Linked DNA regions of Mus musculus: region 2 is linked to region 1. The links are chromatin contacts, called in public HiChIP or PLAC-seq maps. All regions are on one chromosome and are shown on one strand. The core of a region is the stretch at or near the end of the contact, and the rest is flanking DNA. Distances in the headings are between cores, read along the strand shown.

Region 1 (6,039 bases), core at 2,136-4,635:
CCTGGGATTCCAGGCCCAGTTGCAAGTGATGTTGGGAAATGCTAGGATACTTAGACCATGGAAGACTGGAGCCAGAAGGTGGTGGCTCCATGAACATACAGTCTGGTAGAATCTCCAAGGAATAAAATGGGGAAGGCTAGAACACAGTTACCAGGAGAGGTGCTAGAGATAGCCCCCCTATTAAACCTCCCATTTAGCAGCACAATAAAAAGCAAAACCTTACAGAGCAGAACAGGGGGGGGGTGCTAGACTCTATTCCAGAGAGATCCATGGCTCTGTGGCCCTCTCCTCTCTGGCACTGAGATGTCAGTGGTGGATATTTTTAAAGAAAGAAGAAGAAAACAAGGGAGGAAGGAGAGACAGGGATGGTATGTGATCACTGAGCAGCAGGAGAGGTCACTGTTAAAAGAACCTCCCACTGAGTCAGCAGTTTGGTCCCTACTCCCCCAACTTCTATGAACCACACCCATAGGAGATTCAGAGTAAGTGCCAATGTCCTGCTGACTGTTGGCCAACAGATTACCTCCAGGCTACAGGGATGCAATTTTGCATCATAACTAGACAAGAATTCAACAAGGTCTGAGTCAGGGTCTGCAGGGAAACAAAGCTACAGATTCTAAGAACAGCTGAGGGCCTAAAGAGCTGGCTTGCTGCTTAAGAGAACTGGGCTGCTCTTGCAGAGGACCCAGTTTGATTCTCAGCACCTATATAGTGACTCACAACTGTCTGTAACTCCAGTTCTAAGGGACCTAGTACCCTCTCTGGTCTCCACGGTCACCAGGCACTCAAGTGGCACACAGACATACTTACAGGCAAAGCACTATACACATTAAAATTAAATAATGTTTAATTTAATATCTTTTTAAAAGAGGGCAGCCGAGGAATCAGGGCCAGCATTTGCAACCTGACTACTGAAGGACTGCTCAGAGATGGGACTAGCATCTATGATGCAACCTGTAAAGGACCACCCACTGACTGACAGGACCACCCACTGACTGACAGGACCACCCACTGACTGACAGGACCACCCACTGACTGACAGGACCACCCACTGACAGGAATAGTATCTGTGATCTGACCTCTCAAGGACTTCCCAGAGGTGTGCCAGGCATCTAGGGACCTAGGAAGGAATGCTGAAGGAGGTGAGACTGAAGCCTGAAAGCAGGCCAGACTAAACTCAGGCTGTAGGCTCACTGAACACTCGCCCTATTTATTTCTCCTTTATTTAACACCCCATGTCAGTTTACTAGACCACTGTTTTGTTCTTATGTACATGTTCTCTGTCTCTCTCTCTCTCTGTCTCTCTCTCTCTCTCTGTCTCTCTCTCTCTCTGTCTCTCTCTCTCTCTGTCTCTCTCTCTCTCTCTCTCTGTGTGTGTGTGTGTGTGTGTGTGTGTGTATCCACTCTGTCTTTACTTTTCATTTTTCTTTTGATAGATTTTTCTTTCATAGAAAAAATTTTTTCTAGCATTGATTTGTGTCTGACTCTCTTGAGTTCTAGGAGCGTTTCAGATGATCTTAGTATTTCTCTCTATGTGTGTACGGCGGTGGGCACAGAGCTACATACATGTACATGATAGAGGCCAAAGGACAACCTCAGATATTGTTTCTCTGTTGTCTTCTGTCTTGATTTTGGAGATAGGATCTCTCATTGACCTGGAGCTCGCTAATTGCCCAATGAGCCCAGGGATCCACCTGTCTCTGCCTCCCCAGCACCAGGATTAAAAGTATGAACCAACAAGTTTGATAAGGAGAAATACTGAAGAAAAGAAAAAGGTAAATTGAAAATCTGGAAGTGAAAATTTAGTAACTCACACTGTTGAGGTGGCTCAGTTGATGAAGATGCTTGTCACCAAGGTTGATGACCTGAATTCAATCTCCAGGACCCACTCAGGATCAGGAGAAAACTAACTCCACAAAGTTATCCTCTGATCTGTATGTACACATTATGGTACATACACACACATGCACATGCATGCATGCATACATACATATACAGAGAGAGAGTAATTAAATAAATGTTAAAGAGAAATAATTCAATGAACCGAGTGAGAAGCTCTGTGGAAAACCTCACCAATAGAACAGACCAAAGGGAAGACAAATGTCAGGGTTGAAGATAAGATAGAGGAGTTGGAAAGAGAAGAGGAGGAGGAAGGGGGGAAGAGGAAGAAGAAGAGGAGGAGGAGGAAGAAGATGAAACAAGCAAAAAATGTTAGCTCTGTGGAACTCTATGAGAAGATCAAATACACAAGTAATGACCATAGATACAGGAGAAAAGTTTCATTCCAAGAGCATAGACAACATTTTCAATAAAAATTATAGGTGAATATTCACCAACTCTAGGGAAAGAGAGGATTACCTAGACCTACGAGGCACAGACAAAATCAGAAAAGATGCTTCCTATGTCATGTCACAGTTAGAACAGTAAAGATACAGAATGAACTATATTGAAAGCTACAAGAGACAAACACACACACACACACACACAGCCCTTCAATATAGCACCCGGTTTCTCTACAGAAACGTAAAAGCCAGAAAGACTTGAAATGATATATTTCAGACTCTGAAAGAAACCAAGTACCAACCCAGCCTAGAATATGCAGCAAAACTATCTGCATTAACTGAAAGAGGAAGAGTAATTAAAACAAGCTAAAGGAATCCATGATCATTAGAGCCACTCTGCAGACAATATTTAAAAGGAGTTGGTGACAGCTAATCTGGGTAAGCAACTTTGCATACTTGGGAACAGGGAATCTCAACTGAGGGATTACCTCTACCAGATTGGCCTGTGGTCATGTCCATGGGGGCATTTTCTTAATTGTTAATTGTTGCTGGATGGCATCCTGTGGGCAGTGCCATTCCTGGGCAGGTGAAGAAGAGCTTGGGAGCAAGCCAGTAAGCAGCATTACTTTGTGGGTTTAGCCTCAAGGTCCTACCTAAGTTCCTGCCCTCGTTTCTCTCAATGATGGATTGCAAATTGAAAGCAGAAATGAACCCTTTCCCCTTGAGCTGTTTTTGATCTCAACCGGAAAGCCACATTAGCACATAAAAAGTTAAACATAAAAAGGCTAGTAACACTCCAACCACCACAAAACCAACAAAGTGACATGTATGAATACACATCTTTCAATAAAAACTGAGTATCAATTTTGCAACCACAAGACTCAGATTAGCAGATTGGTTTTTAAGAAAGAACAGGAGCTAAATCGTGTATCGTGGCACATGCCCTTGGGAAGTGGAGGCAGAAAGATCAGGTGTTCAAAGCCAGTCCCAGCTACATAGTAAGTTCAAGACCAGCATAGGCTATATGAGACCCCATCTCACAAGCAAGCAAGCAAACAATAACCAAATATCATTCAAGGCCAGCAAGATGACTCAGCAGTAAAAGCACTTCCTCCACAAGCCCAGTAGCCCAAGCTGGACTCCTGGAGCCCACAGCAGAAGAGACCCGACTCCCATTTACTCACACATACACAATAATAACAATAGTAGCTGTAAATAGGGGCTGGAGAGTTGCATCCCTGGGCTGCTGCCATCACACCTGCTGGGAGGTGGGAGACAGTATTCTTTTTCTTAAATTTATTTATTTTTATGGATATGAGTACACTGTAGCTGTCTTCAGACCCACCAGAAGAGGGCACCAGATCCTGTTACAGATGGCTGTGAGCCACCATGTGGCTGCTGGGAATTTAACTCAGGACCTCTGGAAGAGCAGTCAGAGAACTACTTACTCATTTTGCAGAGGACTTGGGTCTGAATCCCAGCCTCACATGATGGTATCCAATCATCACATGATGGTACTGCAGTTCCAAGGATTCAGAGACCTTCCTCTAACCTCCATGGACACCAGGTACACATGTGGTACACATACATATATGCAGGCAAAGCACTCATACACATAAAATAAATAATAAATCTAAATATGTAAACAAAGTTTTATTCCAAAAAAATAATTTGCCATTGTCAAGATGGCATTATTCCAGAGATGGAAGGATGGGTCATCATAACTAAATCAGGCGACATAAAAATAGTTCATATAGCGGCTAGGGAGGTGATTGGGGTAAAAGTACTCGCAGTGCAAGCATGAGGATCTAAGTTCAAATCCCCAGCACTTGTGTAAAAGGCTGTGCATGGCTGTGTACACCTGAAACTCAATGCTGGGTGTATTGTGGGGAGCAGAAATGGGAGGATCATTGTGGTTTGCTGATGGCCAGTCTAGCTCCAGGAACCTTGTCTCAAAAGAATAAGGTACTGAATGATAGAGCAGGATGCCCAGTGTCCTTTTCTGGCCTCCACACATGCTTAGGGGCACATAAGCCTACACACACACACACACACACACACACACACACACACACAAAGATAAAATTTAAAAATATAAAATGTATCACATAAATGTACTCAAAGACAGGAATTACCCGAAATCTTTGTAGATACAGAAAAGGTCTTTAAACATTTTGTGCTATTTATTTGTGTGTGTGTGTGTGTGTGTGTGTGTGTGTGTGTGTGTGTATGAATAGGCAGAACAGATGACAACTGGTGGAAGGTTTTTTGTCTCTTTACCATATGGGTCCTGGGAAGGAAACTCAGGTTGTTAAGCTTGGTTGAGAGCACCGAGTCACTTCGCCTAGCCAGAAAAGGCTTTTGACAAAATCTAACATCCCTTCATAATAAAAACCCTGAATAGACCAGAGTGCATGCCTTTAATCCCAGCAATTAAGAGGCAGAGGACGTCTGTGAGCTCAAGGCCAGCCTGATCTACAGAGTGAGTTCCAGGACAGTCAGGGCTACACAAAGAAACCCCGTCTCAAAAAGCAAAAAACTGAAACAACTGTAAAAAAAATAGCCACCTTATCTGCCAATAATAAACATTCTGAAGTAGAAAAATAGGAAAGTAGTTGCATCTACAATTACCTTAAGAGGATGTATCCTGTGATAAACCTAACCAGGCCCAAGACCCCTACAGTGAAAACTTTAAATACCAAACCAGGAACTTGAAGAAAACACGGAACGACGAGACCTTTCATGAACTTTGTGGAAATGGTTGTGTTTCTAAAAGCCATCTGCACAGTCAGTGCCATCCCTATCAGTATTCCAATGTCCCTGTTCACAGAAATTGAAAAACAGCCTTCAAACTCATGTGGAAGCACAGATCACAAACAAACAAAGCAATCCTGAGCAAAAGGGATCATGCTAGCATTGCCACTATTTTAAATTATACTACAAAGTCATAGTGATAAAGTGCCGTGAGAGTAGCTCAAAACAGACACATATATCCATGGATTAGAAAACTCAGATATAAATCTACACAGCCAGAGACACGTGGGAAGCAAAGACTAAGGCTGTAGTGAGACTCCGTTTCACCCTAGGCTGTCATTAAGAAAGCAAATAAGTGCTTGGAATGTAGGTCAGTTGGTAGATGCTTGCCTAGCACGCATGACATCCTGGTTCAGTGTCCGGCACCTCCAAAACCTAGGTGTATCTATATCCCTGTGATCCCTCAGCATGCGGATGCAGGAGGCTCAAAGAGTTCATGGTCATCCTTAGTGACTTAATAATGAGTTTGAAACCAGCCTGGGCTGCCTGAGCCTGTGAAGAACAAAGAAAACAACAAGTCGTGGTGATTATATAGATAAAAGGGAACCCTCATGTACTGCTAGTGGTAATGCAAGATAATCTATGGAAACCAGTATAGGAGTTTTTCTGAAAAACTAAAACCATATCCACCATACGACATAGCTGTATCATTCCTAGCTATTTAACCAAAAGATTTAAAGTTGATATATCACAGAGATACTTGCTCATCAGTGTGTATTACAGCACCAGGCACAATAACTAGGTTAAGGAACCAACCTAGCCATCCGGCATCATGGGAATGGGAAGAGGAACTGTGAGATATACATATGTGTGTGACGGAATGGAATTTTTCAGCTATAAAGAAGAAATGATATTATCTGTAGATGAATGAATGCAACTGGAGATAATCATATTAAGCGAATTTAACCAGTCTTGGGAAGGTAGGTATCACGTTTTCTATCAT
Region 2 (5,911 bases), core at 2,552-5,051, 120 kb before region 1:
GCGTAGAGTTTTATCATGAGCATTTATCCAGCGCGCCAAGTCGTGATTTTAGTGCGGGCATCTGTGCCTGATTGTTAATTCTGGATTGACCTGGCGAAGCTGCCCATTTCTGTCACGTCTGGGTGAGCAGTTTTGATTTTGTAGTTCATTTTTCCTTTAAAAACAAAACAAACGCTTAAACATTAAACTATTTTCTGCACAAATTTAAAACTAGAAACAGTTTTAGTGGCTGTTTGGAGTCATGTCTAACCATTACAACTGGGTGGAGGGGAAGCCTTCCTTACATTACTTGACTCCTGGTTACCAAGGTAATTTTTAGATATAACTTACATTTTGTGCTTTAGGTGAAATAACTAACAGTTTCCTGCACATCCTAGGTTCTTTCTTCTGTCTGTTTCTAGGCTGTATGTTGCTACCTTTTGTTTATTGCTTTTACAATTTTATATCATCCATTATCTTCTTCAGGGCTTCAGCTTACTGTTCTTTTTCTTTTCTAGAAGGAATGTTACACTTAATGAGTGCTTGTGTCTTTTTCTTGACCGTATATTCCCTAAGAAAAACCACATGTGGCTTACAGCATTAGTCATCAGCCTTCTATTTTCTGTCTTTAAAATCTGTCAAGTTGACTTACCTGTGAAGTACTACTGTGTGGACCTTGGGATTACAGAAGTGGATTCTGGTTCCCAAGGCTTCAGATCTAGAAAGGAAATTGAATAGCTACCATCAGATTACCTGCTCCATCTTGTTACTGAGGACGTGGGCAGGGCCAGCGCCTGTCCTGACCACACAGGCGGTCGGTCTGTCAGGATTCAGAGCATGCTCGGTCCTTAGTGCTGTTTACTCAGTCCCACTGCATCACCCCTCAGAGGACTTTCTGACTACAAGGTCAGTGTCCTCAGGCTGCAGGCTCTTTTCAAAAGTATGGTATTTGTAGGTTTCGAGGAGCTGGGGGAGAGGAAGCTGTAATCAGAATATGTTGTATAAAAAATTATATTTTCAATAAAAAAAGAAAAATTCTAGTGGAAGATCTGGGTGTTCAGTAGGCCCTTGTAAAATGGGTTCAGTGCCAGTCTATCTCACACTTTTTTCTTTCTTAATTTCTTTTTCTGGTTTCTTTTCTTTTAGACATGGTTTCACTTCATAGCTCAGGCTATCCTTGAACTTTCAGCTGTCCTCCTGCCTCAGCCTTCCAAGTGCTGGGATTCTAGGCCTGAGCTTACTTTATAACTATTTCAATGCCATAATGATGAAATGAAAAAGAATAAGTCTGTGTATAACAGACTTTATAGTGCTCTGAAATTTTTCCAATGTCTTATTAATGGTGAATCCATAGTGTTAGTATTGTTTATTTAGAATTATGAGAAAAGACCTTTTAGGGGATTCTTGGGATACACAGAAGTTTCTGGTAAGAAACTAAGAGCTACCAGGTGGATAAGAGAAGCTAATTTGAAATCATGTAGCTGTGGAAATATGCCTTCCAGAAAATACAGTGGAGAAAAAAGTTCAGCACTATGCTCAGTTAGTTTTATGAGTGTTTAAAAAATGTATTGTCTTGACTCCAGATGAATTGATAGTTGAATATTAAATCTATAGGGTTAAAAATACATAGAAATCCTTACCTTCAATACTCCTCAATAGCTCCGAGTCGTGAGCTGTAGCTGAAGCAGATGGACCATGAGGGCTATAAATGTTTCAGGGTGCGCAGTTAGCCAAGGATAGCATTAGTGCTCTTCACATAGAGTCATGGGCGTGAGAAAATTACTAAGTTGTTTCTTTGTATACTTTTTTGTTTATATAAGCTTTTAAGTCATCTAATAGGAAGGCAAAATAGTGTCATTTCTCTAAGAGCTTAATATGCTAGCTTAGTTTTCTAAGAAACAGAAAGGCCAGGAATTTTGGCATACTGTTTGTTTTTAACTTGTCACTTGCTCACGTCCTTATTTCCCCTGTGTAGTTACAGGTTTCCTCTTAGTCCTTTGCTTGATTATTGATACCACACTTGCAGCATGGTAACTTTCTACTCTCTCTCTTCTTACCTTTATGGAAGATCAGTACCACACTTGCTTTTTTCCAGTCTTCTGGTATCTCTCCAGTTCTTGAATTTTCAAAAATAATTGTAAGTGATTAAATCGTAAGTATTCCCTCTGCTTCTTTGATTGGGTGAGAGGTCATCGCAAATGTGTCATGCTCCAGTTATTAACATAGACTTTGCAGGTGCCTTTATGTTAATTAAATTGCATTTGCATAAAATTTCATTAATTTTAAGGTATTTGTTTTGCTAATTAAAATGCCAATATTCTTACTTACTTTTATTAGGTGGGTTTTTCTTTGTTAAAATTTTAACCTGTTTTTCCCCTTTGTAGTTTTACTACTAATGATGTTCTCTATTATTTTAAACTTTCTAGGAAGACTTATATGAACAATTTATTTCAAATACATACATATATAGATAGATAGATATGTATTTGAAACATTTTTTTAAAAGATTTACTTATTTTATGTATGTGAGTAAACTGTCGCTCTCTTCAAACACACCAGAAGAGGGCATTGGATGCCATTACAGATGGTTGTGAGCCACCATGTGGTTGCTGGGAATTGAACTCAGGACCTTGGAAGAGCAGCCAGTGCTCTTAACCACTGAGCCATCTCTCCAGCCCTAAACAAATTGTTTTGAGGAAGGAACTAATGTAGCTCAGGCTAGCTTTGAACTTGTGAACCTCCTGCCTCCACCTAACAGATGCTGGGATTCTAGGCTTCCCTTTCTTTTGTGGGGAGAACATATTTTTTATTGTATACTATTTTGTACTGTTTAAAAAAAATACTGCATATAGCAAACTGTCTGTCATTGTTTTGAGTTTGTGTTACTACTCGGTCTTCCTTTTAGTCCTCTCTCAGTTCCAGCTACCCAGAAGCTCCTTTCGTTCTTTCCTTGTTTGTTTGTTTTTCGAGACACGGTTTCTCTGTGAAGCCCTGCCTGTCCTGGAACTCAGTCTGTAGACAAGGCTGGCTTCAAACCAGAGATCCACCTGTCTCTGCCTCCTAAATGCTGGGATTAAACTGGAATTAAAGGCTACCCATAAGTTTCTTAATTATTGATTCTGGGAAGAAGACCTTAAGTCACCTTTGGTCACTTTGACCCTTGCTATTAGTCTGTCACTGTCAGCAGGAGTTATTTTAAAAGCTTCTACTGCCTGCTTCAAAAGTCTTACTAGGAAAGTAGCCAAAGCAAGTTATGATTTGCATGTACCTTGGGATTTAAGGGCACCCCTTACAGTGTTCTTTTTAATGGGAGTGGAACATTTTGTTCTCTGTTTCATGTCCCACCTAGAATCATTAATAGGAAATTGATTTAATTTGCCAACATGTTAGCTTTTAGGTGTCTTCTAAGAATATTAAGCTAGTCCTGTATTTTACAAATTAGAAAATACTGATTCAATTTTCTTATTATATCATAAACCATTTTGTATTTGTTTCTCTGTAACTGCTTTTAAACTTTTTAAAAATGTGTTTTAGTGTTTTGAGAGAGTCTTGACTGCCCAGAATTCTTAATCTTCCCTCTACGTGCTAGGATTATGAGTGTTTAGTTAAAACATAAAGTGAATTCCTGTACACACTGACATGTAATGAACTGTAATGAACATCAGCATAGTGAGCCAGAGAGCAGAGGCCCTGACTACCGCACTGCAGTATGGTCACTTCAGTTACTGCTGAAGGACCTGACAAGAGAAGAAAGGAAAGGGGGGAGAGAATGGAAGTACAGAGATTGCAGGCACATGGGTAGCAGCAGCTGACAGCTGGTACAACTGGTGCCACATGCATGCAGCTGGCACTGAGACAGCCCTGGAGGGTGCTAGTGAGTGAATGGCACAGTTCCTGTCTTCTCTGTCTTTCTTCAGAGAAGTCAGACAGTAACGTGTACAGTGTTAGATAGGGCAAGTGCAGAGTACTACCGAATGCATCTATGTGACTCCTACACTGCTCTCTAGAAGGGTGAAATCAGTTTTTCAGAGTCTGCCCTGTTTCCTTTCCTTTCAAAGGAAGATAGACCATACTCTGCTTGGGAACAATGTATATTCTTAGTCTTGTTTAAAAAGAAGTCTCTAGGACCAGCAGGATGGCCACTGATGCAAAACCTGATGATCTGATTTAAATTCCCAGAATCTACATGAAGGAGAACAAAACTGACTCCCGGAGGCTGCTTTCTGACCACACACGTGTAGTGGGGTGTGTGTGTGTGTACATATAAATGCTCAATAAATACAAGTTTTTTTAAAAAATTTACTAACAAAGGACCAGTATGAATAAGTCTAATGCCTCACTGTTCTAATGTTGGCTAGAAAGAAGAACAGGTATATAGTGCAGTTTTTAGTGTCTGTGTGTGCATGTGCACATAAACTTGCTGATTCATATGCATACAGTGCCTGGGGAGGCCAGAAAAGGGCACAGAATCACCAGGAACTGAAGTTTGTGGGGAGCAGCTGGCACTCTGAGCCACTGAGCCATCTCTTCAACTTTTTTTTTTTTAAATAAAAATTCAGCAGGTTTTATCTCTTGCCATTCATGAGATACTCAAGGAGAGACAAGATGACTCAGAGACTGGGAAGATAGAGTCAGTGACTGAGAGTGAAACTAGTGGTAATTTTAGTGCATTCTTAGTCAATTTAAGAACAGTGTTATTACTGTCACCTGTTCATGCTATTGATGAATTTGTAAACATTATTCCATTGGTGGTAGATGAGTTGACTGTAGAGGGCCTTTAAAGCACATCTGCAAACTTTTGGATTGATGTGCAGGGGAAGTCAGGCCAGTTCTGTGATTTTAGGCTGATGAATTCCATTATAAACCTCCTATAAGCATTCCAAAAAGAAAACTGCATCAGTGAGATGTGTGTGGTGAGGTTGTGAAGCTCAGTTGGTTCTGCTGGGAAAGGGAAGTCGTGGAAGGGTATCGGGGGCTGGGAGGACAGTGCATGGGACTCAGCTGGGAAACAACTAAGGGTGGTTTCTGAAGAACTGAGGGAGGGTTCAGACTTGAAGTTTAAATATTGTTTCTCTTCTGTAGCAGAATTTTATTGATTTGTTTAAAAGATTCTGTTAATTAATTGTTGACAGAATTCTAAGAACTCTAAATGAATTTAGAAGAGGAAATTTTTTTAAAGACCACTTTTCCTCCTCTTGTGGCAGATTCTTCAGTTTACTCTTGATTGTGCAGTTGTTCTTTCAAACTGCTGAGTAAGAATCGTGTATTTACCTGATGCTAACTGGGTCCTGATTGTTACATTATTGCTAATTACGCCATTATATTCTTGAAACAAAACAAAACCCAAGCCAGGCCTCCTCCTCATTCTCAGGTGTATAAGTTAGCAGGAGCTCATCCTCCTGTGAAGGGTGATGTGTGAACGCCACTCTGCTCAGCAAACAGTTGTAGTTCTCTGGATAGCTTTAAAAATGGAAGCGTTTAGCCTGGTGGAGGTGGTCCAAGATGTTTAATCCCAGCATTTGGGAGGCGGTTGCAGGCAGGTCTCCTGTGAGTTCGAGGCCAGCCTGGTCTACATAGCTAGTTTCAGGGCAGTCAGGATTGCATAGTGAGACCTTGGCTTAAAACAAACAAAACCTAAAAGAATGGTTTTTACCATGAATTTTTTTATCTGGATTATGAATACATTGATTATAATTTTTCTCAAATGTTTTATATATATGTAAATTATTAGGAAGGGATTTTTATTTTTTTCAGGCAGTTTCTTTATTTGCATATAAAAAGCAAGCAAGGCAAGATTTATCAGCTTTAAATTTGAAAAAGAAAACAATTACAAGATAAATTGGCTTTTCTTACCATAACAGATGTAATTTTTAAAATTTTTTACATTTTGTGTCAGAATTTTAATTTTAGTTGAGGAGGACAGCAGTAAATA

What was found. HiChIP or PLAC-seq counts read pairs in DNA pulled down with a chosen protein or histone mark.
Region 2: a BATF HiChIP or PLAC-seq map of CD8 T cells shows a contact between it and region 1, with 11 read pairs. The contact joins two enhancer-like sites. A contact is called at or near these places in 2 of 39 promoter capture datasets (the C10 cell line and neutrophils), 2 of 484 Hi-C or Micro-C datasets (embryonic stem cells and regulatory T cells), 2 of 115 datasets of contacts at active chromatin or transcription factors (CD8 T cells and embryonic stem cells) and 3 of 9 other capture datasets (adipose tissue, liver and pancreatic islet).

What each region holds. Positions count from the first base shown.
Region 1 is chr4:108,984,652-108,990,690 of GRCm38.p6, reverse strand. No RefSeq gene overlaps it. Among named protein-coding and RNA genes, the nearest start is that of Nrd1, 13 kb to the left of the region's middle. Within about 2 kb of position 3,385, at least 9 of the 459 cell types and tissues checked have an H3K27ac peak or open chromatin away from gene starts, as enhancers often do. A contact at or near this core is called in CD8 T cells, where this site is marked.
Region 2 is chr4:109,104,086-109,109,996 of GRCm38.p6, reverse strand. All of the region lies in intron 4 of Osbpl9 (oxysterol binding protein-like 9), which reads left to right. Among named protein-coding and RNA genes, the nearest start is that of Gm52703, 26 kb to the left of the region's middle. Within about 2 kb of position 3,801, at least 64 of the 459 cell types and tissues checked have an H3K27ac peak or open chromatin away from gene starts, as enhancers often do. A contact at or near this core is called in CD8 T cells, where this site is marked.